Linked DNA regions of Sus scrofa: all the other regions are linked to region 3. Evidence: chromatin contacts called from public Hi-C, HiChIP or PLAC-seq and promoter capture Hi-C data. All regions are on one chromosome and are shown on one strand. The core of a region is the stretch at or near the end of the contact, and the rest is flanking DNA. Distances in the headings are between cores, read along the strand shown. Region 1 holds the start of CTSK (cathepsin K). Region 2 holds the start of SETDB1 (histone-lysine N-methyltransferase SETDB1). Region 3 holds the start of ENSA (alpha-endosulfine). Region 4 holds the start of RPRD2 (regulation of nuclear pre-mRNA domain-containing protein 2). Region 5 holds the start of PRPF3 (pre-mRNA processing factor 3).

What was found. Promoter capture Hi-C pulls out the DNA fragments that hold promoters and counts their contacts. A called contact is a pair of places that touch in the nucleus more often than the background predicts. HiChIP or PLAC-seq counts read pairs in DNA pulled down with a chosen protein or histone mark.
Region 1: an H3K27ac HiChIP or PLAC-seq map of alveolar macrophages shows a contact between it and region 3. The contact joins the promoter of CTSK here to the promoter of ENSA in region 3. A contact is called at or near these places in 1 of 5 promoter capture datasets (fetal liver), 2 of 47 Hi-C or Micro-C datasets (embryonic fibroblasts and epiblast stem cells) and 2 of 2 datasets of contacts at active chromatin or transcription factors (alveolar macrophages and skeletal muscle).
Region 2: a contact with region 3 is called in a promoter capture Hi-C map of fetal liver, with 2.9 times the contacts expected there. The contact joins the promoter of SETDB1 here to the promoter of ENSA in region 3. A contact is called at or near these places in 2 of 5 promoter capture datasets (fetal liver and liver), 13 of 47 Hi-C or Micro-C datasets (alveolar macrophages, blood, brain and 8 more) and 2 of 2 datasets of contacts at active chromatin or transcription factors (alveolar macrophages and skeletal muscle).
Region 4: a Hi-C map of skeletal muscle shows a contact between it and region 3, with 1.8 times the contacts expected there. The contact joins the promoter of RPRD2 here to the promoter of ENSA in region 3. A contact is called at or near these places in 2 of 47 Hi-C or Micro-C datasets (embryonic fibroblasts and skeletal muscle) and 1 of 2 datasets of contacts at active chromatin or transcription factors (alveolar macrophages).
Region 5: a promoter capture Hi-C map of liver shows a contact between it and region 3, with 2.0 times the contacts expected there. The contact joins the promoter of PRPF3 here to the promoter of ENSA in region 3. A contact is called at or near these places in 2 of 5 promoter capture datasets (fetal liver and liver), 1 of 47 Hi-C or Micro-C datasets (embryonic fibroblasts) and 1 of 2 datasets of contacts at active chromatin or transcription factors (alveolar macrophages).

What each region holds. Positions count from the first base shown.
Region 1 is chr4:98,391,744-98,394,443 of Sscrofa11.1, forward strand. It overlaps CTSK (cathepsin K), which reads left to right and starts at 1,283. Exons shown (of 7, transcript NM_214302.1): 1 at 1,283-1,406; 2 at 2,022-2,144; 3 at 2,230-2,385. The coding sequence starts at 1,284.
Region 2 is chr4:98,291,695-98,294,394 of Sscrofa11.1, forward strand. SETDB1 (histone-lysine N-methyltransferase SETDB1) reads right to left here and starts at 1,376. Exons shown (of 22, transcript XM_005663488.3): 1 at 1,218-1,376; 2 at 63-333. The coding sequence starts at 322.
Region 3 is chr4:98,526,522-98,529,221 of Sscrofa11.1, forward strand. ENSA (alpha-endosulfine) reads left to right here and starts at 1,381. Exons shown (of 4, transcript XM_021089895.1): 1 at 1,381-1,580. The coding sequence starts at 1,527.
Region 4 is chr4:98,733,238-98,735,937 of Sscrofa11.1, forward strand. RPRD2 (regulation of nuclear pre-mRNA domain-containing protein 2) reads right to left here and starts at 1,369. Exons shown (of 11, transcript XM_013988087.2): 1 at 1-1,369. The coding sequence starts at 30.
Region 5 is chr4:98,770,235-98,772,984 of Sscrofa11.1, forward strand. It overlaps PRPF3 (pre-mRNA processing factor 3), which reads right to left and starts at 1,397. Exons shown (of 16, transcript NM_001135965.1): 1 at 1,371-1,397. LOC110260326 (a long non-coding RNA gene) reads left to right here and starts at 1,539. Exons shown (of 2, transcript XR_002343444.1): 1 at 1,539-1,771; 2 at 2,309-2,560.

The sequences.
Region 1 (2,700 bases), core at 33-2,532, 130 kb before region 3:
TTGTAAATACGTATATGTGGTTGCTAGTGAAAGCAAAAAATATAGAGGATCCTTTGCCCAACCCTCAAAGAGTGGCCTCTTGGGGTTTTTGTTTGGGCCAAAGATATCAAAGGGTTAATTTACTAACAGGAAGAGAGGTTTGGGAGGTGGTAGCTCAGTACTTCCTACTCTTCAAGACATTTCAGTGCCCCTTAATACTCCAGATACTAAATGTTGTGCTGGACATTTTGTCAGTTTGCAAAGATCGCACAAAAATGGACGTAATTTGAAAATTATGCAAGCTGTGTGACTTGCTACAGACTAACTTGCGCTTAAAATGGAGGACACATAATTACAAGCCACCACAAGAAGTGAATGAAGCTAAACTTCTGAAAAGCTGTGTCTCTAATGATCATAGAACATTCCTTTTCTGTCTAACGTTCTTCTAGCAAACTTTGGTTCTGAGGTTTTTTGTCCTGTGAGGCAGATGCAGAGGGTTTTGTAGGGGTTTTGGTCGAAAAAGAAAGAAAAGCTTTCCTGCCCACAGCAGCTGGTTGAGATTAGGACAGTTTCCTGAAGAGAAAGGAGGAAGAAATACCTAAGAAGACAGAATACACCTGAGAGAGAAAAGGAAATGCTGTCAAAATTTCCCTTGTCCTCTCCTGGTAAGATCAGAAGCATCAGAATTTAGGCAAAGAACAAAAGAATGCCTAGAAATGATCAGGAAGCAAAAACTTAGCTGGAAATCTCTCCTTTGTGTATATTCTCCAACCCATTCATCCCATCCTGCATTTGTTTTTTCCATCTCCTTCAAGTCTGCATGGACATTGGAGCAGTTTTTGTGCTCATCCTGATTGTCCATTTTCTAAACCTTTTCTGGTTGTCTGTGCAAGTGTGTGTGTGTGGAATCTTCCTAGGTCAAAGTACTTGGAACCAGAGGTATCAGCACTCCATCCAAACCCAGACCCTTCCTATCACTGTTTGTTTTATCATATGGAAATCACCCTCAATTTTTCTGCTTTCCTTACAAAGCCTAGTTTTCTTCTGCCTCATGTTTCAGAGAAAGGGGTTTTTAACTTTGGGTTCATAAACTCCCCAGAATTATTGTGTGTGCATTCATTTTTCTGGTGAGAGGGACTACAGTGGGTTGCAAATTTTTGTTAGCTTCTCATGGAAGTCTGTGACCTAAAGATTAAGAATTACTGGTCTGAGAATATGGTTCCAGCTATTTCCTCATTCCCAAGCCAGGTTAGGAACCCCTTGGCAAATAGAAGTGTCTCCCCTAATTATCTCCTTCCCCCAGGATGTGGGGGCTCAAGGTTGTACTACTGCTGCCTGTGATGAGCTCTGCTCTATACCCTGAGGAGATACTGGATACCCAGTGGGAGCTATGGAAGAAGACCTACAGGAAGCAGTATAACAGCAAGGTGCCTGGGAACCTGGAGGGGAACATGGTGGGAGGGCTGGAACCTGAGACCTCCAATCCTAGGTTCCAGACTCCCTTCCTCAACCCAATACCTTAATTACCTCAAGCAAATCTGCCCCTGTTCCCTGACTATTAACATACACTTTTCTCTTTTTGGCCACACCTGTGGCATGTGGAAGTCCTGTGGGCCAGGGATTGAAACTGTATCATGGCAGTGACAATGCTGGATCCTTAACCACTAGGCCACCAGGGAACTCCTTAACATATACTTTCCATTCCTAATCCTCTATTCACCCTCCATCAAGTCTTACCCTTCCTTTTCTTTATAACTGCCTTATATTTCTCTTTCGGGAAGGCTTCTCAGATTAATGCGATTAATCCGTAAGCAGTTTTTTTTTTTTTCTATACATCTCTCTAGAGGTTTGTATCCTATTATTTGCATTTGTTTACGTATTTCTCTTTGTATGCTCTCAATCCCATGATTATTTCCCCAACTAGATTGTAAACTTCTGTGATTTTAAATTTAATCTCTTCTCCTAAAAACCTGCATGGTATTAGGTATGTAACTTTCTACACAGGATACAGTCTATGCCAATACTGACAATGCTCTGTGTAGGTGGATGAAATCTCTCGGCGTTTAATTTGGGAAAAAAACCTGAAGCATATTTCCATCCATAATCTTGAGGCCTCTCTTGGGGTTCATACGTATGAACTGGCCATGAACCACTTGGGCGATATGGTGAGTTGAGCCTCAGCTCCTGGTCTATCTGCCCTGTTTGCCTTGGTTCCTTTCTTATGCCTGGCTTCTTTCTTCTTTGTACCAGACCAGTGAAGAAGTGGTTCAGAAGATGACTGGACTCAAAGTACCCCCCTCTCATTCCCGCAGTAATGACACCCTTTATATCCCAGACTGGGAAGGCAGAACCCCAGACTCTATTGATTATCGGAAGAAAGGATATGTTACTCCTGTCAAAAACCAGGTACCCTCTTTTTTCTTGGGTGTGAGTATATAAGCTGGCATGACTGCTTCCTTTTTCTGTTTCTTTATCTTAAGGTAGGAGGACACCAGGAGAGAGGGCAAAGAATTAATTTACCTCTTCCCCTGCTAAGAGAATAAATAAAGCCTATTCTGTTATTTAACTCATCAGCATTTTTTTTTTTTTTGGCTGTCCTGTGACATGTGGAGGTCCCTGGCCAGAGATCAGACCTGACCTGAGCCGCAGCTGCAGCAATGCCAGATCCTTAACCTACTGTGCCTGGCCTGGGATTGAACCTGCATCCCAGGGTTCCCAAGA
Region 2 (2,700 bases), core at 126-2,625, 230 kb before region 3:
AAGTGCACAATGTCATCAATAATTATGGACAGATTTCCTTCTATTTCTCAAAAGGTCCTTACTTGGATGCATCATCAAAGAGCTGGTCAACATGGGCCACCTCGGATTCCTTCTGTATTACCCAAGTCTCCAACTCTGCTAGTTGCTTCTTGCGCTGCTGTACACAGTCCATCTTTTCCAATTCTTCATCAATGAACTGTCGAAGTTCTTCCATAGAGATACCCAGTTCCTCAACGACTGCCTGTTGCAGCTCTGCAATTTCTTCAGACTCCATTGCAGCTGCTGCTGCATCCAAACCAATGCACCCAGGGAGGGAGGACATACTGTTGTCCTCTATATAGAGAGCAGGAAACTAAAATTACTATAACGACAATACAGAATTTCAGTGACCTAACAAAACTCATTTCTACTCTGCTATTTGTTACTCAAATATATATAGGTAGGTTTGATTCCATGTTCTTTCTCCCCATTCTCCAGTGTCTGAAGCTGAGATTTTGCAGTTCTCACCTCTTGCAGGCTAGACTACAGACCTGAATAAAACGAAAAAGTTTGAGAGGGCGTGGAGAACACATATTACGCAACAGGGAGCTATCTAAAATGTTTTAGGAAACTGAAGAGAATCAACATATCGAAGAGATTTCTGTGACCTGTGTTCTTTAATTAACTAATTTGATATATCCCTGTTTGCACACCATGACTAACCTGAGTAAATATCCCCACCTGGAGCAGAGGATTTGGTCTGTAACTCAATAATTTCTTTTTAATTACTTTTCCCCCTACATTACTTTGCTTTCACATGGCAATTTACATTTTTAAAAAGTCTGTAATACTTAAGCAGACAAAAGCTTGCAGCAAAGAGGTTTCCCCAAAGTGAAAAGAAATAAAACAATTTGGGAATAAAAAATGTGGCTGCCTCAAATCGTCAATTCAAACGCCCCCACACTTTGGTGTTAACTGCTTTCCTGATCAAACGGTTCAAACAAAACTGACGCCAGAATGCCGCGCGACCCCAGTGCCAATTTTCACCGTCTCCATTTTTCTTTTGCCCACACGCCGCCCCACCCCCGTGTTACTCATTTTAGGGGTGCGTCCCACCCACCCGCGAACCCAGCTCAACCCCGCCCCCGATAGTCTCTCAGGGAAGACTTCCTACCCATCCTCACCCGACCTCCCACCACAAACAAACCATTCGAGATAAGCCCTTGGTCTCCAAATACCTCAATTAACAGTGTTTCCCACACCTCCCTGCTTCCAGCTACGATGGCTCTTTCTCACCGACCAGACCCCACGATTCAGGGGTCGGCCTCGGTAGGAAAGAACGAAACCGAAGGGAAAAGGGAGCAGGGGGAGGGGAAGAAGCGTGAGGGAGGGAAGGGGAAGAAAAAAAAAAAAAAAAAAAAAAAGACGCCGGAAGCAAACCTGAGGCGCTGTTCCGGTCGCCACGACGGTAGCCTGACGGGGTCAAATTCAAAGAGGCAGGGCGCCCCTAAAAGGGTGAGAAACGCCGCCTAATACGCATGCGTCAAAGCGGAGCCTCCCGGAGCACACGTGAGAAGAGTCTGGCTAAAGTAGGCGTGGCCTGGGGTGCATTGCAGAAGCTCCGCCTCTTCCACCACTCCAAGTGGTGGCAGTATTGCCAAGAGCCAAAAAGGATGAAAAGTTGTCTTTTTGGCAGTTGCACAATATTTCATAATATGACATAATAACCCATATTTTGAAATCTAGTTTTCAGTTTTTAGCCACTACAAATCACTCAGCAATAAACATTAAAATGGAGTTCCCCCTGAGGCTCAATGTGTTAAGAATCCTGGGTTAGGAATCCAGCTGGGGCAGCTGGGGTCGCTGTGGAGCTACTTAGAAACCCAGGCGGATGAGTTGCCCTGCCATAATGAGAGAACGCTAGAGGGTCTCGCGCTGGCAATTAAAGTGACTCTGGGCACTTTAATTTACAACTCATTGGTTGGAAATGAGTCATAAGGCCCTACCCAAACACAGAGGGGCCAGGAAGAACATTCACTCCAGGGAGGGAGAACCAGATGTATTTGATGAATCAGCACTGTTGACTACCACGGAATCTCGTCATTGCTTTAATCTGCCCAGCTATCTTTACACTAACTGCACCTAACTTCATTAAAAAAATATATAAACCTGGGGAGTTCCCGTAGTGGCTCAGTGGTTAACGAATCCAACTAAGAACCATGAAACTTCGGGTTTGATCCCTGGCCCCACTCAGTGGGTTAAGGATCCCACATTGTGGTGAGCTGTGGTGTAGGTCTCAGACGCAGCTTGGATCTAGCATTGCTGTGGCTCTGGTGTAGGACAGCAGCTACAGCCCTGATTAGACCCCTAGCCTGGGGACATCCATATGTTGCCGGTGTGGCCCTGGAAAAGACAAAAAGACAAATAAAATAAAATAAAATAAAAAAATCAGTGTTGGAGTTCCCGACATGGCTCAGCAGTAATGAACCCGACTAGTATCCATGAGGAAGTGGGTTTGATCCCTGGCCTCGCTCAGTGGGTTAGGTATCTGGCTTTGTGAGTTGTGGTGCAGGTCACAAATGTGGCTCAGATCTGGCGCTGCTGTGGCTGTGGTGGAAGCTGGCAGCTGTAGCTCCAGTTGAACCCCTAGCCGGGGAACTTCTCTATGCCATGGGTGCAGCCCTAAAAAAACCCCAAAAGAATCACTTTTCTAGACCATCA
Region 3 (2,700 bases), core at 131-2,630:
ATCACAAAGTTTTTTGTTTTTGTTTCTGTTTTGGCAGGGACTCTGAACCTTCCTTTGAACCCCTATACCACTTTTATTAACAGTTTTATTTTAATGCTGACCAGACTTTGCCTCATATGATAAAAGCTGTGTTTTCTATGCTTCTCAAACTTTTCCATTAGAAGTATATCTAATTATACAGAAAAAATGAACGGAAAGCCCCAGGGCTGTCACAATAGGCTGCCTGGAATATTAATTTTTTTTTAGGGCCACACCCACTGCCCACGGAACTTCCTATGCTAGGGGTTGGATCCGAGCTTTAGCTGCCAGCCTATGCCACAGCCACAGCAATGTGGGGTCTGAGCTATATCTGCGACCTACACCACAGATCACAGCAACCCCGGATCTTTAACCCACTGAGTGAGGCTAGGGATCGAACCCGCATCCTCATGGATCCTGGTCAGGTTTGTTACCACTGAGCCACAACAGGAACCCCAAAATTAAATTTTAATGTGAATTTTTCAGTGTTATTATTAGACTGTTTTAATACTTAAATATGCTTTTTGACCAACACTCTAGGAAGATATGTCTATTTAACCTCAAGGATTTAGGGTACACCTGGCACTCTGTGAAAAACCTAACCCTCCCCACATGCCCACTAAACTAAGCTTTCTAGAGCAGACACTGCCTTACTACATATGTATCCCCTGTAAAAACAATACAGTGCCATCTACAGATGCTAAAAAAATACGGTTGAACTCTGACCCAGGATAGGTTAGCAAGTGTTAACTGTATTTACTAAATGTTTACCATGTACCTAGACATTTGTTGTTTCAAAAGAAGCTTATTCTTCATGGGACGACCCTGAACAAGTAAAAAAAACTGTACATAAAAGTAAAACCACGGAATGTAAGCCATCTGTGTTCTGCAAGGCGACTCAGTCTCTCCACATGGCAAGTGACACACTGGAGTAGTGTGGAGTACCACTTTAAAGTCCACTCTGACCTCTAAATTAATTTCTGGAGATTGATCATTTTCTGCTAACACTGAGCAAAGTTTAATCCTCTTTAACTGACAATAAAAGGCTTACATCCTCTCGCCCTGCATTTTGAAGCCCAGCAAAGCCTACTGCGCGCGGGGCGGTGGAGCGGAGGAAGCCTGACCCCACCAGAGCAGCAAAAAAAAAAAAAAAAAAAAAAAAAAAACCTAGCCGTACCGCCCCCTAACAGCCCCCACGGGTTTCCAATTGGTCCCTGTGGTTCATTCCCTTGGCAGATTGGCCTTCCAGCTTGCCCGTCGCTTCCACAGACCCCACATTTAGCTAGCAACTATTGGTAGATCGTTACGTCATTGCCCCATCTATCCTGCTCCCATTGGCTCGCACATGAAGGGGCGGTCATAACGTCACAGGCAAGAGCCGCCATTTTGACTGAGCAACCCTAGTGACAGGAGCCGAACAAGCCGCGCAGGTTGTCCCGTGTCCCCTCCCCCTTCCCTTCTCCAGTTGACTTCCCGGGTCCCCTACACTCCACAGTCCCGGCCCCGCCATGTCCCAGAAACAAGAAGAGAACCCTTCGGAGGAGACCGGCGAGGAGAAGCAGGTGAAATGGAGGGGGTGCGGGCGGGCAAGCTGGGCGACCGTGATGGGGCGGGAGACGATCTCCCACCGGTGCGGATTGGTCGCCATGGTCTCCGGCTCTGCAGGGGTTGGCCGCTTCTTGCGTCGTGCAGGGTGAGCCTCAACAAGGCCTGCTGCTTTGGCGCTGGTTAGTTGGGTGGCTTGTCATTCAGTGTTGTAACCTTTCTGATTGGCCAATGGGTCTTCGGCTCAGCCCTTTGGAGCTGTACTATAATTGGCCGAGCCTGGGCGCGGGGCGGGTGTTTGGAAAGACTCGGTGAATGAAAGGGGGCTGGTGGTCCCAGGATTCTGTGTGTTACTGGTTAGTAGGGGTAAAATGACCCAACATCTAGGCAGGGGCCCGCATTCTAAATCCTCAGAAGATACAGGTCGAGGGAAAGAAGTTTAAAAAGGACCACATTGGGAGAAGGGAGAAGCGGAATTATTATCATGGCTAGTTTAAGACAGCAACTTTCTCGAGAGACCTATTTTGACCACTGGGGATGGCCTGTTGCCCACCTTCAAAGAAGACCGAATAAGATTGAAGAGGACTAGGGCTCTGAACAGAATCACGGAGGTTAATCCTAGAAAAGACACCGAGACAGTAATGACAAAGAAAGACGCCACAATATTCTCCCCAGACTTCCAACTCAGGGGGACTTAGTTCACCCGCAGTTATGCGATGAAAACACGTCAACCTCTTTGGAGATTTGTATTTGACATAACATTTAGTATTGGACTCGGGGATTCATGATATATACCTGGTGTTGTATCTGCCAGTTTTCCAAGAGAAGTGAAAGTAAATCCATTTTAAAAAGAGCCACAGATTGGCTTCAAATCTTTTTTGAAAAGTCACTAAAGAAAAGGGCAGCAGGGCCCACGAAAAGTAAGAAGAGTAACAACGCAGTAAGAGCCCCTGCAAGCTAATTGGGCTCTTGGCATGTTACCCAAACTTCCATCACTTGCCCCACTAGGAAAGATGTTGATTTTTTAGCAAAGCTGGTGGGTAAATGCTAGTGGACCTACTGTATCATGATTTTCCTGAAGTTAAAAACTGTCATTTTAATCCGTTTACTTGTCACCTTCCTATGACAATGTTTATG
Region 4 (2,700 bases), core at 119-2,618, 210 kb after region 3:
ACTGCTGCCTCCGCCGCCGCCGGCCGCCATCTTCCCAGTTTGCACAAGCGCTGCTGCTCCTCTGGCGGCCGCGGCGGCGGCGGCGGCGGCGGCGGGAGCCGGCAAAACAATCACTGCGAGTGCGTGAAAGCCGCAGGTGGGGAGGGAGGCCAGGGGGTGGAGATGGTGCACGCGCTAGGCTCTTCTGGAGGTAGGACGGGAGGACCAGCTGCTGGGCACGCTGGTGGCTCCTACACGTTGCAAGGAGGGGCTGCGGGTTTCGAAGGTTTATCAAAATTGTTCAAAGGATTGTGTTTAAACCAGTCAGTAATCTCGGAAGAAACGCAGAAAACACGTCCTGCAAAGCCTTTTCTAAACGCCTGGCCCAGAAATTAATGGTTTTATACTCTTCGGCTCTCAATGCTTAAGCCCCTTCCCCACACTCCTCTAAGAACGGGCGTTAATATCTTACAGTTAATACTACCCGACTGCCCCTTCAGCTGCAGAAATCTCTCTCCCCTTTAGGTCCTCTAACACAGGAAAGGCCCAAGGCTACCTAGTCAGGATTTTTTTTGCAACGCAATAGCAGCAAAGGGACAGCAACAGTATCGCGCACGCGCTGCTTGGCTCCGCCCCCCCGCTTCCTTCTCAACCTAGAAAGCGGAGGGAGGCGTGATGGCGGGGCAACCTGGCCAATCAAGGGAGAGGAACGAGAAGCGCGCGCAGAAGCCCACAAGCCCCAAGGGCTAAGGAGACACTCCGATTATTTGTGCGCCTGCGCAATAAGCCAGCGTGTAGCGGGTTGGGAGGAGAAACCTGGAGGGGAGGGTGAGGGAGTTGGTCAAACTAAGGAGAGGTTGGGGGAGGGGCTTCACCGCTCCACCCGGCGTTTTGCTTCCTAGCGAGGTCTCTCTCGGAGCAGTCCAGCTCACACAACAGGGCCGAGAAACTCCCACCGCTTAGCAGCCACTGTTACGTTCTGGCACCTGCAGCTACCGCCGCCGCCGCTGCTGGCAACTCCTTGGGGCATGGAACGCGACAAAGTACCTGGCAGCCATTTTGCCGTGTCTCAGACGATGCGCATGCGCCAGCTCCCTTGCGCCATTCACTACGCAGACTCCCAGACCGAGCAATATTTTACACTCTCCTTGGACAATACCATTTACAGCCACTTGACGTTGGATTATAGGGAAAGGAAGTAAATGAAGTGAAACGGAAAATTTCCCTGTAGAATTTGAGACGAGAAAAGAATAAAAGGCGAAGTAATCGCACCTTCACCAATTATGGTACAGTTTCATAACTGCATGAAACATAGTTTCCAAAAGACTTAGATATCTATTGTATTGATTAGCACAACCTAGATTAACCATGCCATCCCATTTTCCTATGTAAATCATCTGGACAGATTTGGAGGCTCCTGTGTTCCACTAAACACGTGTAATTATTGTATTTTAACTCTTTCACTCTCCCTAGTAGACTCAGGTTTCTTGAGGCGAGGAACCTGTTTTGTCAAGCTCAAATCTAGTATTTGTTAATTCAACAAAAAGTTGTCGAACGTCTTATGTCAAGTACAGTTTTAGACGTGGGGGAATACAGCAAAATGACAAAGTCCCTTCCCTCCAGGGCTTAGTGGCAGGAGACCATAAAAAATACATATATCAGGAAGTAATAATTTCTCTCAAGAAGCATGAAGCAGGGTAAGGGAGAGGAAGGGCACTGCACATATAACACTGTAAGAGAATGGGAGTGAGAGTTTGGTGATCAAGGATGGCTTCTGGTAGTAAGTGATACTTGATGTGAATGTTGAGAACAAGGCAACCAAGCAAATATGGGAAAGGGGGAAGAAAACATGGTGGCAGACAGAACAGCAAGTGTAAAGGACCTAATACAGGAATGTTTTGATACCTTAGAGGGAAAACAAGGAGGCCACTGTGGCTAGAGAAGAGTAAGAGAGGCGTCAAGTGGTAGAATATGAGATCTCAGAGATGAAGGAAAAGAGTTCACATAGACCCTGGAAGGCCACTGGAAGGACTTTGGCTTTTAACGTTGAGTTGGGGAGCAATTTTAAGCAGAGTGTTTTTAAGAAGAAAAGTTACATCGCATTCTTTTTAAAAGATCATGTTGGTTGTTGTGTGGAAAATAGATTTTGGGGAGTTCCCCGGAGCAGCAGAAATGAATCTGACTAGGAACCACGAGGTTGTTGTGTTCCTTCCCTGGCCTGGCTTAGTGGGTTAAGAATCTGGCTTTGGGAGTTCCCATCGTGGCTCAATGGTTAGTGAATCCGACTAGGAACCATGAGGTTGTGGGTTCGATCCCTGGCCTTGCTCAGTGGGTTAAGGATCCGGCGATGCCATGAGCTGTGGTGTAGGCTACAGACTTGGCTCAGATCCCGCGTTGCTGTAGCCACTGCTACAGCTACGATTAGACCCCTAGCCTGGGAACCTCCATATGCTGCGGAAGCGGCCCAAGAAATGACAAAAAGATAAAATAAAATAAATAAAAATAAAAGAATCTGGCTTTGCCATGAGCTGTGGTGTATGTGGCAGACGTGGCTCGGATCTGGTGTTGCTGTGGCTGTGGTGTAGGCCAGCAACTGTAGCTCTTATTAGACCCCCAGCCTGGGAACCTCCATATGCCTCGGGTGTGGCCCTGAAAATAAAAAAAAAAGGAAGTAGACTTTGGAGAGTTCCCGTCCTGGCACAGTGGTTAACGAATCTGACT
Region 5 (2,750 bases), core at 147-2,646, 240 kb after region 3:
CATATGGAGGTTCCCAGGCTAGGGATCTAATCGGAGCTGTACCCGCCGGCCTACGCTAGAGCCACAGCAACGTGGGATCCGAGCCGAGTCTGCGACCTACACCACAGCTCACGGCAACGCCGGATCCTCAACCCACTGAGCAAGGCCAGGGATCGAACCCACAACCTCATGGTTCCTAGTCGGATTCGTTAACCACTGAGCCACGACAAGAACTCCGGTACAGTCTAATTAACTTCTGCATTCTTGGTAGGTTTATCCTCTATAAGACCTGTTGCTAAACAGTGTATTTAATTTTGGTATAACCATATGAAGCTAGTGAAGTCATGAAACTAGGAGTAAAAGATTTTGTGTCTTACTGACATGTTATATAATAAATCTATGATGGCTCTATTTACCCATCATGAGACAGCACTATAGCTTATCAATTTCAACATGCTAACTGTTCAATGCTCAAAAGAAGGGTATTCAGACAACATAGGGAGTGAAGAAAGAGCTCTTCCATTTACTAACCTTCTGTCAAGCAATTCCTCTGAGCCTCAGTTCATTCATCTTACAAAAGGAGGACAACTGCCATAGCTATCTGGCACTTAATTCATTCAGTAAGTATTTACTGCACAACAACTAAGTGTTAATGTAGTGGGATACTGCCAAGGATACATACAACAGTGAACAAAAGAGACAAGAATCCTCACCTTAGAGGGCTTATATTCCACTAGAACTGAATCATAGATTAGAAAGTTTAAGCCGTTTGAAAATCCAAAGCAATAAACGGGGTACCACTCTATAAACGAACCGTATGCCCAAGCACTATACTTATGTACTCAATTTCAACCCATTCCCTCCATAATATAACGTGCAGACTAAACAGTCAGTGGGCAAAAATCAAACTTCCAAATAGTAACTAGCTTTGTCATTAATCAGACGTTCAACAATAACTGCGTGGGGCGGGGTGGGGGTGGTTACGGTGTGGAGGGAGAGAGAGGAAGGCAGAATGATCTCAATGAGCAGGTAGCAGAATCTAATCTTCTGAAGGAATTCCTTACTTCGTGCTCTTCTTTGCTACAAGTCGAATTTCCTCCCTTAAACCCTATCCTTTGCTTTTTGCTCTCTCCATCTCTCTGACCGGACCCTTTCCCCACCTTGTTCTACCCAAACTCATCTCAGAGGTAGTCTCCTCACCCTGTCCCTTTCCCGCCCCCGCCCTTTTCCTCTCAACAATCTCATTCCAACCCGTTCTCGCACAGAACCTGGTTCTTTCCTCAGCCTCCTTTCTGTTGAACCTCCCGCCTCGGTCCTCCCTTTGGACTGAAACTTAGCCCCAGCCGCTAGGACCCGAGCATACCCTCTCTGGGCCCGGGGCCACTACTCACCTCACAAACTTCAGCCCCTGAGACGGAGCCCGAACGTTACACCGGAACCGGAAACCCTCCGACCGCCCTACGGCCTGCCGTCGCTACCGCCACGGCTGCTGCCTCGCCACGGTCCCACAACTTGTGACGAAAGAGGGCGGGGCCCCGGTTCGCGCAGCCGTAGTAGCTACTTTTCCGCGGCGGAGCGCATGCGTGGCGGAGCCGTAACGATTTCCCCCGGCAAGCTACTTGGCTCCTTCGGTTCCCCGTGCTAAACCTGTTAACTACATTAGCGCAAAATTAATGTTACCTGAAGCATAAATTGAGCTGCTTGTAGTATTCCCGTGGAGAATAAGTGCGCTAAGGCTATGGCTAGAACTAAAAGCAGAGCTTCTGCGTTTGGGCTAAACCTGGACTTTCTGGTAGGAAGTAAACTTCAGAGTAGTGATCGTTAGTATTAACCACTCTCTCCTTAGCCTTTGTCCTTAACAGTGGTGCCAAGAGACCCAGAAAACCGACTAGTGTGGGAGGAGTCTGAAGATAGTACCCTCTCACACACCTTTGTTTCTTTCTTCCATTCATTCGCAAAACAAATAATTGCTGGCAGTCTAGTACTTTTTAGGCCCCACCTGCAGCATATATAAATTCGGGTTAGGGGTTGAATCAGAGCTGCAGCTTCTGGCCTATGCCACAGCCACGCAGAATCAGAGCTAGGACTGTGACCTACACCACAGCTCAGGGCAACACTGGCTCCTTAATCCACTGGGCAAGGCCAGGGATGGAACCTGTGTTCTCATGGATACTAGTGGGGTTCTTTACTCGCTGAGCCAGGACAGGAATTCCTAATCAACCATTTTGGTCCTCAACTAATCCTTACCTAACAAGCACCTTTACTTCTTGCCAGCTCCAATTATAATTCTTTTCTTTTTTTTTCTTCCTTTTTACGGCCTAACTTGCAGAATACAGAAGTTGCTGGTCTAGAGGTTGAATCGGAGCTGCACCTGCTGGTCTGTGCCACAGCCACAGCCACACTGGATCTGAGCCGCACCTGTGTTCTACACTGCAGCTTGCTGCAACACTGGATCCTTAACCCACTGAGCAAGGCCAGTTTGATGTGGGATCAAACCCACATCCTCGTGGATACTAGTTCTTAACCCCAATTATAATTCCTCCAATTATAATTTTTAATAAACAACTTATTTAACTACCTGTAAGCTTGTAAGCCTCCCCAATTTTGTAGTCCAGCAGAACACGATTCAAGTGCTTCTTAAACCTGTGTCTCCCTCAGTAAAGAACTTATATAAAGCTAAACTCATGAAGTTCCCACTGTGGCCCAACAGGATCACAGCATCTCTGCAGTGTTGGGATGCAAGTTTGATCCCTGGCCTGGCACAGTGGGTT